2 separate regions of the Zea mays genome follow, and region 2 is linked to region 1. The links are chromatin contacts, called in public Hi-C maps. All regions are on one chromosome and are shown on one strand. Each heading gives the region's core, a stretch centred on a gene start, on an enhancer-like site or on the middle of the called end of the contact. The rest is flanking DNA. Distances are from core to core; before and after follow the strand shown.

The links. Hi-C and Micro-C count contacts between places; a contact is called where the count stands out from the background.
Region 2: a contact with region 1 is called in a Hi-C map of ear, with 1.9 times the contacts expected there. The contact joins the promoter of LOC103635100 here to the enhancer-like site in region 1. A contact is called at or near these places in 3 of 25 Hi-C or Micro-C datasets (ear, leaf and tassel).

The regions. Positions count from the first base shown.
Region 1 is chr8:39,252,099-39,257,764 of Zm-B73-REFERENCE-NAM-5.0, forward strand. It overlaps the pseudogene LOC103653157. Among protein-coding and RNA genes, the nearest start is that of LOC100282324, 240 kb to the right of the region's middle. Within about 2 kb of position 3,258, at least 16 of the 20 cell types and tissues checked have an H3K27ac peak or open chromatin away from gene starts, as enhancers often do. A contact at or near this core is called in ear, leaf and tassel, where this site is marked.
Region 2 is chr8:39,601,833-39,607,231 of Zm-B73-REFERENCE-NAM-5.0, forward strand. It overlaps LOC103635100 (protein transport protein SEC23), which reads left to right and starts at 1,859. Exons shown (of 5, transcript XM_008657643.4): 1 at 1,859-2,722; 2 at 2,889-4,709; 3 at 5,168-5,284. The coding sequence starts at 2,270.

The sequences.
Region 1 (5,666 bases), core at 2,008-4,507:
AGATTGACGTGGAAACATTCACGACTTGGGCCGCAGTCCTCGTCGCCGAAGCTACGGCTATCGTCGGAACAATCGGAAAGTCAGTAGTCGCATGCGGTCATGAAGTCCCGCATGGCACTGGGGTTACCAAGTCCGGATGAATCCCAACAAAAGTCGGGCTCGTCATCTTCCTCGGAACCCGAGGGCCCATAGGTCGAGACGGCTATCAGCCGGTCCCAGGGTGACCGCATACCGTACCCCGGAGGGTTTGGACTCGCCTCTATGAAAGCATCCACCGAAGCGGAGTCGCTTGGCGGGTCGAGGCTGAATCCAAAAGGCACGAGATGGGAATCGGTCGGTACCTCTTGGTCGACGGGCGGTGACGAAGTTACGGCAGGGACAGACTGCACCGACGTCTCAGGTACGAGGGTGATGCCCAGCAAGTCCTTTGCGAGCGTGCTAGCGTCGTCCGTCCGCTTGGAGTTGGCGTGTTGCGGGGAAACGGCGCTCGTCTTCGTCTCAGACGCGAGGTCGATGCCCGACGTGTCCCCCGTTGGGGCGCCGGCGCCGTCGACTCGCTCGACAGCCGACGAGGTGCCGCCTCCTGCTTGGCCTTGGTTGCCCCGCCTCCTCCTCCGTCGGCGGGGGAAGCGAAGGGACAAACCCGAATGTTGTTTTTCCGCCACGTGGGGAAGACGTCGTCGATTCCGCCGCCGGCGAGCGGGTTGTCGGCCGCCGTTGTCGCTGTCGCGCGGCGGGGGAAGGAGTATCATGTCGTAGCCGCCGTCGAGGGACATGAACTCAAGACTCCCGAAACGGAGCACCGTTCCGGGCTAGAAAGGTTGCTGGAGACTACCCATCTGGAGCTTGACGGGAAGCTGTTCGTCAACACGCAGCAGGCCCCTACCTGGCGCGCCAACTGTCGGCGTTTCGACCCCGGGGGGTCCCTAGACCGACGAGTAAATTGTCGCCGCGTGCCCCAGCCCAAATGGGTCGGCGCGAGACGGAGCGCGAAGGGGGGAAAACCAGAGGGAGACATGCGTAAAAGGGGAAACCCGTGGCCTTCGTGTTTGTCCCGCGCCCAGGTTGGGTGCGCTTGCAGTAGGGGGTTACAAGCGTCCGCGTGGGAGGGAGCGAGAGGCCTGCACGCGCCTTCCCGTCCTCCCCGCGCGGCCAACCCTCTTTAAGAGGGCCCTGGACCTTCCTTTTATAGGCGTAAGGAGAGGGTCCAGGTGTACAATGGGAGATCTAGCAGTGTGCTAACGTGTCTAGCGGAGAGGAGCTAGTGCCCTAAGTACATGCCGTCGTGGCAGCCAGAGAGGTTTTGGCACCCTGTTCGTGTGATGTCGTGGCCGTCGGAGGAGCGCTGGAGCCTTGCGGAAGGACAGCTGTCGGGGCTGTCGGGGCCTTGCTGACGTCTCCTTGCTTCCGTAAGGGGGCTGAGAGTCGCCATCGTCATGGAGCACGCGGGGCGCCATCATTATTTGTTTACCGGGGCGAGCCAGATGGGACGCCGGTCTTGTCCCCCGTAGCCAGAGCTAGCCAGGGGTAGGGTAATGATGGCCCCTCCTGTGACGTGGTCGGTCCGAGCCCTGGGTCGGGCGAAGCGGAGGTTCCTCCGAGGTCGAGGTCGAGTCTGTCTTCCATGGTCGAGGTCGAGTCCGAGCCTTGGGGTCGGGCGAGGCGGAGTTCGTCGTCTTCCGGGGCTGAGGCCGAGTCCGAGCCCTGGGGTCGGGCGAGGCGGAGTTCGTCGTCTTCCGGGGCCGAGGCCGAGTCCGAGCCCTGGGGTCGGGCAAGGCGGAGTTCGTCGTCTTCCGGGGCCGAGGCCGAGTCCGAGCCCTGGGGTCGGGCGAGGCGGAGCTTCCTATGGCGCCCGAGGCCGGACTTGGCTGCTGTGAGCCTCACTCTGTCGAGTGGCACAGCAGTCGGAGCGGCGCAGGCGACGCTGTCCTCTTGTCAGGCCGGTCAGTGGAGCGGCGAAGTGACTGCGGTCACTTCGGCTCTGTCGACTGAAGGGCGCGCGTCAGGATAAGGTGTCAGGCCATCCTTGCATTAAATGCTCCTGCGATACGGTCGGTCGGCGTGGCGATTTGGCTAAGGTTGCTTCTTGGTGAAGACTGGGCCTCGGGCGAGCCGAAGGTGTGTCCGTTGCTTGAGGGGGCCCTCGGGCGAGACGTAAATCCTCCGGGGTCGGCTGCCCTTGCCCGAGGCTGGGCTCGGGTGAGGCGAGATCGTGTCCCTTGAGTGGACCGAGCTTTGACTTAATCGCACCCATCAGGCCTTTGCAGCTTTGTGCTGATGGGGGTTACGAGCTAAGATTAGGAGTCTTGGGTACCCCTAATTATGGTCCCCGACACCCTCCTTTACCGTTATAAAAGCAGTGACACTGTCGGGCTTTGGAATTACACCATTTTCTCCCCAAGTTGGGATTTCGAAGAAACCCGACTCTCCACCCGCAAAACCACAGAGTTGCATGTGGTTTTAGACCATTAAACACCAAACACTCCTCTGGGACGTGATTATCCTCACAAATTTCACAACAAAAATCTTCACGTCTTTTCTTCCCTTTGTCAACAACTCGGGAAACAACATCAGCAACTCTTTTTCTGTCCAATTGAGGGCTTGTTCGTTTTGCTCTCAATCCATGTGGATTGGGTGAGATTGGATGGGTTTAAATCCCAAACAAGTCAAAATCTTTCACAATTTTTTTCAATCCCATTTAATTCACGTGAGATAGGAATAACCGAACAAGCCCTGAGTGTGTACCTCTCTGTGGTCCATGTACTCCCTGTCAACATAAACGGACGACGCGCCAGGGCCCTGAGCATGACCGCCAGTCCGCCACGGACACGCCAGGTGCCACGACCGCGGCAATCCCAGTTCGCGCGGCCACGGAAAGCCCATCTTCCAGCACCCGGAAAGCGGCCACGATGGGCAGCAGGAAGGTGCTGGTGCCGTCGATCCGCCATACATCCACCCATTAGCAACGAAACCGTCCTTCGCCATGTACCAGAAGAGATTCCAGACATAAGCACTTCGACCTAGGATTTGGGAGAAAAGAATGACGGCTGGAAAATCTTTGACAAATTTCCAGCACGCCTAGGTTTTGATGAGTTGAGTCTCTGACAGAAAACAACCCCGGATTGCGACGGGCCATCTCGACAGCCTGGGAACCCACTTCGTTAGACGTCAAATTTCGTCGGCCCCGTACGTTACGCCCAGAAGCCGGGGAGTCATTTTCCACAATATACGGCTGGCCTTGGGAGCCCACTTCCTTAAAAGACAAAATTGGACGGGCCCGACCGAACTCCCCAGAAGCCTGTGAGCTCACTGCCAGGGAAGACAGCTGGCCCAAATTATTAACGGGCCAAGTTTCACTAGAAACAACATTCATCTCATCAGGCGTGATTATCGCCATCTCAAGTTTCCTTTCCAGGGGGAAGATGAGATGATTTTGAATTTGAAATGCACTGAATAAGTTTCCTTTCCAGGTAAGATGAGATGATTTTGAATTTGAAATGCACTGAATATACGGATCAAAATTCCTTTCTATCTTCCTCAAGCCCGGTGAGCTCGATCTTCGAACTGGTCGACAATCAGTGACTCTCCTAGCCGAAGTCAGCACATGGCCGAGAGTAACAGCCTATGTTGAACTGTTCTTCGGCAAGGGTCCTTTCCATGGGTTCTGTCGTTATGTGCCATGTCAAAGCTATAAACTTGCCACATTCTGATCTCATAACTGATTAAGAAACATAGGACAGTTTCTGTTAGGAGTCCAGATACATAGTTGAAAATACAAGAGAAGTTACCTCACAGTTTGACAGAGCACCAGGAAGTTTGAGCAATGCTGGGAATCACCACTATCTCTTATAATGAAAGAGAGACCTCTTTCTCTTCCACTCCTAGATCATAATGAGGTTTGAGCAATCTAAAGTAAATGTTTCCCATACTCTAAGAAGTTATTTTCATATAGGTGATTAAAAATAGAAGACCCGGTGGAGATATCTATTATATAGGTGAGAAAAAAAAATAAAAGACTCGGTGTAGTGCTTCAGCGGCAGTCGTGCAAGTGCAATTAAGGGTATGTTTGGTTGGAGAGTTAAATAGAATGAAGCAGCTCTATTTCCATTTTGAGAATGTAGCCATTCTATTCCACAAACAAAATAGAGACACTCTATTTTTTGTTTTGTTGAAAAGTAGAATAGAGCAAAGGCACTCCGTTCTCTGTTTAGTTGGAGAGCCATATGAGTGTAGATGGTAGAAGAGGGAAGAGAGCGCTCACGTCCAAAAGAGCACTCGCATCCGGTCGTTTTTGTGGAGCGAGAGCATTCCAATTATTTATGGTAAATTTCTATATGGAGACTTCAGGAGTCATTCCACTCCTCTTTTGTTGGAAACCAAACATCCAAAAAATAAGAATGGAGCCACTTCATTCTTCTCCACTCCTCAACCAAACACACTCTAAATTAGGGTACGTTTGGTTGGAGAGTCAATTAAAATGAAGCGGTACTATTATAGTTTTTTAGAATGGAGCGGTTCTATTCTAATTTTTAAGAATGGAGTCGTTCTGTTCTCCGTTTGGCAAGCAGAACAGATCCACTCTATTTTTTTGTTTGGTTGTAGAGTAGAATAGAGCGGAGCCGCTCCGTTATTTGTTTGGTTGGAGAGTCGTATGAGTGTAGAGGGGAGAAGAGGGATGAGACCGCTCACGTCCGAGAGAGCGATCGCATCCGACCATTTTGGTGGAGCAGAGCACTCCAACTATTTATGGTAAATTTTTATATGGAGACTCTAAAAGCCACTACGCTCCTATATTGTTGAAAACCAAACATCTAAATAAAACTAGAATGGAGTCGTTCCATTGTTCTACACTCCTCAACTAAACACACCTTTAGACTCCTCTAGTCCCATTTGTCCCTGTAATATGTCTAGATGGGCTGACGCCACTGTTGGGGATTTTGGCCACTAGAATTAGGGTTTCCTCTGAGTCTATATATTTATATCCATGTGTTATGAAAATACAAGAGTACTTCACTCTCTTACATGTTACCAAAGGCCTAAGTTTTGTCCCCCCAGTTCACAACCGTCGGCCTCTTCCACCCATAAGACGTTGGCTGCTACCCGTCGCCGTCCCCGGGAGGCTCCTCCTCCCCGGGGCGCCGCCCCCGTTTCCCCACACGCCAACTTCTCCTCTCCCTCCCCATGCCTTCTCCCGGCATACTCCCATGGCTGCGCAGGGAAGCAGCAGCCCTCTTCCCCATGGCTGCCCCCTTCATGCATGCGCAGGTGCTCCCATGGCGCTCTGATGGCCGGTGCTTGCCCTCCCCTGCCGTTCCTTTTCTCCCTTGGCTCCTTCCCCGACATTCTCCTCCACTAGAGCCGCCCCCAAATCTGGTCATCCTCCTCCCAACGCCAGCCTTCTTCAACTCCGGCAGCAGGCGTGCTCCTGTGCCCTCTCCCTCTGCTCGCGTGCAAGGGCATTCTTCCTCAGGCGCTGCTTCCTCGTCTCCAAATCCGGCCACCTGCCGTTGCCGTGGCCATCGTACTCCCTCCCCAGCAGCTCTAGCCACCGGGGCGAACTCTGTCTGCCTCCGCTGTCCAGGCGCTAGGCGCAACTCGCCACCAGCCAGTGCGTCGCGACCGCGTCGGCGCGCATCTCGCTCTCCCGCGCTCCTCCCAGGGTTCAC
Region 2 (5,399 bases), core at 609-3,108, 350 kb after region 1:
ACCTAGACTCCTCTAATCGACGTAGAGTCGACGAGAAGCGAAGAATTTGGGGATTGGAAGGCTAAACTAGAACTAGACTAGAACTACTCCTAGGAAATAAATGCGAAATAGAAGTGTTATTGATTCGATTGATTCCTCCAAATCGGCCGTATACCTCTCTATTTATAGAGGAGGGGGGCTCCTCTGAGCAGAGAGCACCGCTGTTGGTTCGTGTTGAGTGATTGGCGCTCTAAAAAGGTGTCAACATACTTTTTGGCGACTCCGCTGGGGTCAACACGTCTAGACCCATCAAATTGGCCCTCAATGGCCGGTTCAAGGGATTGTTCTGAAGTCTCCCCCAGCAACATTATAGAGTCGACTTGGGAAACCTTGCCGGCTGACGAACAGCTCCAGTTCAAGGAGCATAAGGAGCAGCTGATTCAAGAGGCGAGAGCAAAGTTCCTGGCCAACTTCAAGGTGAACAGGAACAATAAAGTCGTCCGACAACGGGCGACGGATCCGGCTTCGCTCCGACCCACACCAGATATCCCCAATGTAAGTAATACAAACGAGCTACAATCTCTTAAGAATTATGTAGATGAACAGCAAGAACAAATGCAGAATATCATAGGGGGTATGCAAAATGATTATAGGAGACTAGTACGTGCATTTGATAAATCTAGTATAGCAAATTTTCCTTCGCACGAGGTTGAATTAGGGGGTAACACACGTAATACATTCCGAGCTAATTCCGTAAATCTAGCTAACAACCGTAGCACAAAACTCGGAACCCTAAACTGCTCTGCGCACGCGCGGACCGTCCGGCCCACAGGCGCGGACCGTCCGGACCGCGGGCCGTCTGACCTCAGGGCCGGACCGTCCGCCAGCTCAATTTAGTGCTGAACACATAGTAAAACATCAAATATCTCAATGCCACATCCCAACGATCACACTACGAAACACCACTCGAGGCCACTTCAAACTTTGATCGAGGGTATGGTTTGACCATCTTCTGAAAACAGATTTTGAGACCAGCTCACCAAATTGAACTGATCCCTCGGGGCTAGTGTTAGAGCGAAGGACAAACACGACCTCGATCATACTTTGATCAGACTTATCCGGCTACAATTAATCATATTTTAGCGCAGGGTTAGCCTGTAAGCCCCTTTGATTCTATAGTATGTTTAGGTTAATGTACCTTACAACTCTGTTAACCCTATTGAGGTAAATATTCTCATAATGTAGCAGATAATCGAATGTTTAATGATATTTGGAACCCAACAATTCGCTCCATTACCTATAAATACCTAACCGCGACGACTTGTGTTACATTTTGCATTGCACACAGAAAGCAAGGCGTTGTTGCCTCCTAGGGATGGCAATTCTGCCCGCGGGCACGTGTATTCGCGGGTTTCGTACCCGATGGTCATGTATACGAGTAAGAAATCTCGCCCACGGGTAAGGATACAAGCAACACTTCTCACTCGCGGGTAATTGACGGATATAAAATTTCGCCCGCAGGTATTACTCATCCGCTTAATTTACTAGCCCGTCAAAATATCCCCATGCCACCGGCCCACAGGCTACATCCTAGTCGATTATGTTTGTCGACTTATGTTTGAGACTTATATTTGTGGATGATCGATCGTGTTTGTGGACTTTGAAGTTTGAACTATATTTCTTGCCAATATATTATGTCTGTCAAGTTGTTGATGTTTTTGGTGAAATGAATATGACCACATACTCGTATGGTATTTTCTGGCGAGTACAGGTACGGGGCGAAAATTTTACCCGCAAGCTCTCACGAGCACGGGTAAACACTAGGGACGCGAATATATTGGCGGACGAATAAATAACTTACTCGCACTTTATCCGACCTGCTGCCATCCCTGGTGCCTCCACCCTCCCGCCTCGAGAGTCCAGAGTTGAACCAGCTTCCCTGCCTGGCTGCATTTGCAAACGGTAGGAACCCAGCCGGCCTACCCGCGCCGTCGGGCCGCAAGCATTTCTACTAATCTGCTCTTCTCGTAGACAGAAAACCCGCGAGCCCCGAGCCCCGACCAATAGGAAGCCGAGGTCCAGCCGTAGTGACGTCGATTTCGATTAACCCGAGCGGCGCAAATCCGGTGTCACCGAAGCACATCTTCCATCTCCAGCAATTCTTCCTTCCTCCTCGTCGCATTCCACGTCCGGATCTCAAATTGTCCCATCCCGTGCTCCTCCTCCCCGATCCCATCCCTCCGCTCCAGATCCGCACGCCGCCACCGGATCCGCAGCCAGCGCGGCCGGCATGGAGGAGACGCCGCCGGGGCAGCGCCCGCAGCCGCCGCCGGCGCACGCGTCTCCTCCGTTCGCCTCGGCGCCCTTCACACCGCCGCCGCGCGTCTTCTCTCCAGGCCTCGCCGCCGCGCGGGGCACGCCCAGCCCCGGCTCGGGGCCCGGCCACGCGCTGCCGCACCTCAGCACGCCACCCGGCCCGCCCGTCTTCTCCTCGCCGCTGCGCCCTGCGGCCGTGCCCTTCCGCGCCACCCCGGCCTCTCCCCACCCCGTGTCCTTCGCCGCTTCGGGGGGCTACTCCTCGTCCTCCTCCGCCACTGCCGCTACCACCGCCTCCCTCCCCACCTCATCAGCGCCGCACTTTCTCAACGGCGCTGCCACGCTTCACGGGGACCATGCCCCTGCGCCATCATCAATCCAGGGAGACGGCCTCGACAGTCCCTATGTACAGTTCTCCGCAAACAAGGTGAACGCCCTTCTACATCTCAACTGTGGTGTGTACAAATAAGCACAGTGCCATTTCGATCAGATCACAAATTCGTTCATGGATACAAAGCATGCCTCCACCCGCACACCCATTTACATGGTTTTGGAAGCCAGCGTTGATTCTGGTTTGCCTTTTGCTATTCTAGGTTCTGAAGCAGAAGAAGCTGCTCAATGCCCCTAGCTTGGGGTTCGGAGCTCTGGTTTCTCCAGGGAAGGAGGTGTCACCTGGCCCAGAGGTTGTGGAGCGTGATCCACGCCGTTGCCTGAACTGTGGCGCCTATGTGAACTTGTACTGTGATGTCCAGATCGGCTCCGGGCAGTGGCAATGCGTCATTTGCAAGAAGCTCAATGGCAGCGAGGGGGAATTCGTTGTCTCCAGCAAGCAGGACCTGCTCCAGTGGCCAGAGCTTGCATCCACGACTGTGGATTATGTGCAGGTGGGGAACAGGCGTCCAGGCTTTGTCCCAGTGTCTGACACGAGGGTGTCCGGCCCCATTTTTATCCTCATAGATGAATGCCTCGATGAGGCGCACCTGCAGCATCTTCAGGGCTCCTTGCATGCCTTTGTGGATTCGCTCCCTCCTACCGCAAAGATAGGAATAATCACCTATGGGAGAACTGTCTCAGTGTATGATTTCTCAGAGGGGGCAGCAGTGTCAGCGGATGTGCTACCTGGAAACAAGTCGCCTACCCATGAGTCTTTGAAGGCCCTAATCTATGGGACAGGTGTTTACCTGTCTCCTATACATGCTTCGCTACCTGTTGCACACACAATATTCTCATCTCTGAGACCCTATCAGCTGAGCGTGCCAGAAGTGTTAAGGGATCGGTGTGTTGGAGCAGCAGTAGAGGTTGCCCTTGGTATTATTCAAGGGCCATCAGTGGAGTTGTCTCGTGGAATCATCAAGAGATCTGGTGGAAACTGTAGGATCTTGGTGTGTGCTGGTGGCCCTAGCACCTTTGGACCAGGATCGGTGCCTCATTCAGCTAAACATCCCAACTATGCTTATCTGGAGAAGACAGCTATGAAGTGGATGGAGAGTCTTGGTCATGAAGCACAGAGACACAGTACTGTTGTTGATATCTTTTGTGCTGGACAGTGTCCTGTGAGGGTCCCTGTTCTGCAACCATTGGCAAAGTGTTCTGGAGGTGTGCTCTTAGCTCATGATGACTTTGGAGAGGCCTTTGGGGTCAATTTGCAAAGGGCATCAACTAGAGCAGCTGGTTCCCATGGCTTATTTGAGATCAGGTGTTCAGATAACATGTATGTTACTCAAGTTATTGGCCCTGGTGAAGAGGCTTCTCCTGATTCTCATGAAACGTTCAAACATGGTAGTTCCTTCTGTATCCAGATGCATAGTGTTGAGGAAACACAGAGTTTTTCTGTGTCTATGGAGACAAAGGCTGATATCAAAAGTGATTTTGTTTTCTTTCAGTTTGCTGTCCATTATTCCAATATATATCAAACAGAAATCACTCGGGTGATCACTATGAGGCTGCAGACTGATGATGGTTTGTCTGCATATCTGGCAAGTGTGCAGGAGGATGTTGCGGCAGTTATCATTGGTAAAAGAACTGTATTGCGTGCCAGGACTGCCTCTGATGCTATTGATATGAGGCTCTCAATTGATGAAAGAGTAAAGGACATAGCTCTAAAATTTGGTAGTCAGGCTCCCAAATCAAAGCTTTACCGCTTCCCAAAAGAACTAGCATCACTCCCAGAGTGCTTGTTTCATCTGAAAAGGGGACCACTTTTAGGTAGCATAATCGGACATGAAGATGAAAGATCCGTACTTAGGAATTTGTTCCTGAATGCTTCGTTTGACCTTTCGCTCCGTATGTTGGCACCTCGGTGCATAATGCATCGTGAAGGTGGTACATTTGAGGAGCTGCCAGCATATGATCTTGTCATGCAATCTAATGCTGCAGTGGTACTGGACCATGGAACAGATATTTTCATTTGGTTGGTATGTTACTTAGCTCCTTGCACATTTGACTTCAACTCTTCTACATAGTCATCTTTTATGAATCTTGATGCTCATTTTTACCCTGCATGCACTATATCTGTTAGGATGTCTTGTTCTTGATTGCCATATTTGAACTGTCTATATGTCTTGACTCCTGTACGATGAACAAAAATGTAAACAGGAACTTGCACTAGGGTTATGTGGTTCACTCCAAAAGCACTTAAGAATCCGAAGTTCCAATGTAATGTAAAAAATGAGCGAACTGAAATTATTGAATTGTCACTGATAGATACCCAAAATATAGGAAACTAGTTCGTACTAAACTAAATATGAGTATATCCGAGACTTGGTCTTATAAAAAATCATTTTTGTACCTTTTTAGACATTTCCTTAAAAGCTTGTTTGTTTATTGCTAAAGAACAATGTTTTATATAAGCACCATTGCTACGTTTTTTCAGGGTGCTGAGCTAGCAGCCCAAGAAGGACAAAGTGCAGCAGCTTTAGCAGCATGCCGTACTCTGGCAGAAGAGCTCAGCGAGAAACGTTTTCCAGCTCCCAGGATACTTTCATTCAAAGTTAGTTTGCTTGTTCTCATTCTTTACTGTTATTTCTAGATGTTCTTCTGATGACATCTGCACAAATTTGGATGTGAGCACACCTTTATAGTGTGGTATACCAGAATTCATCTAA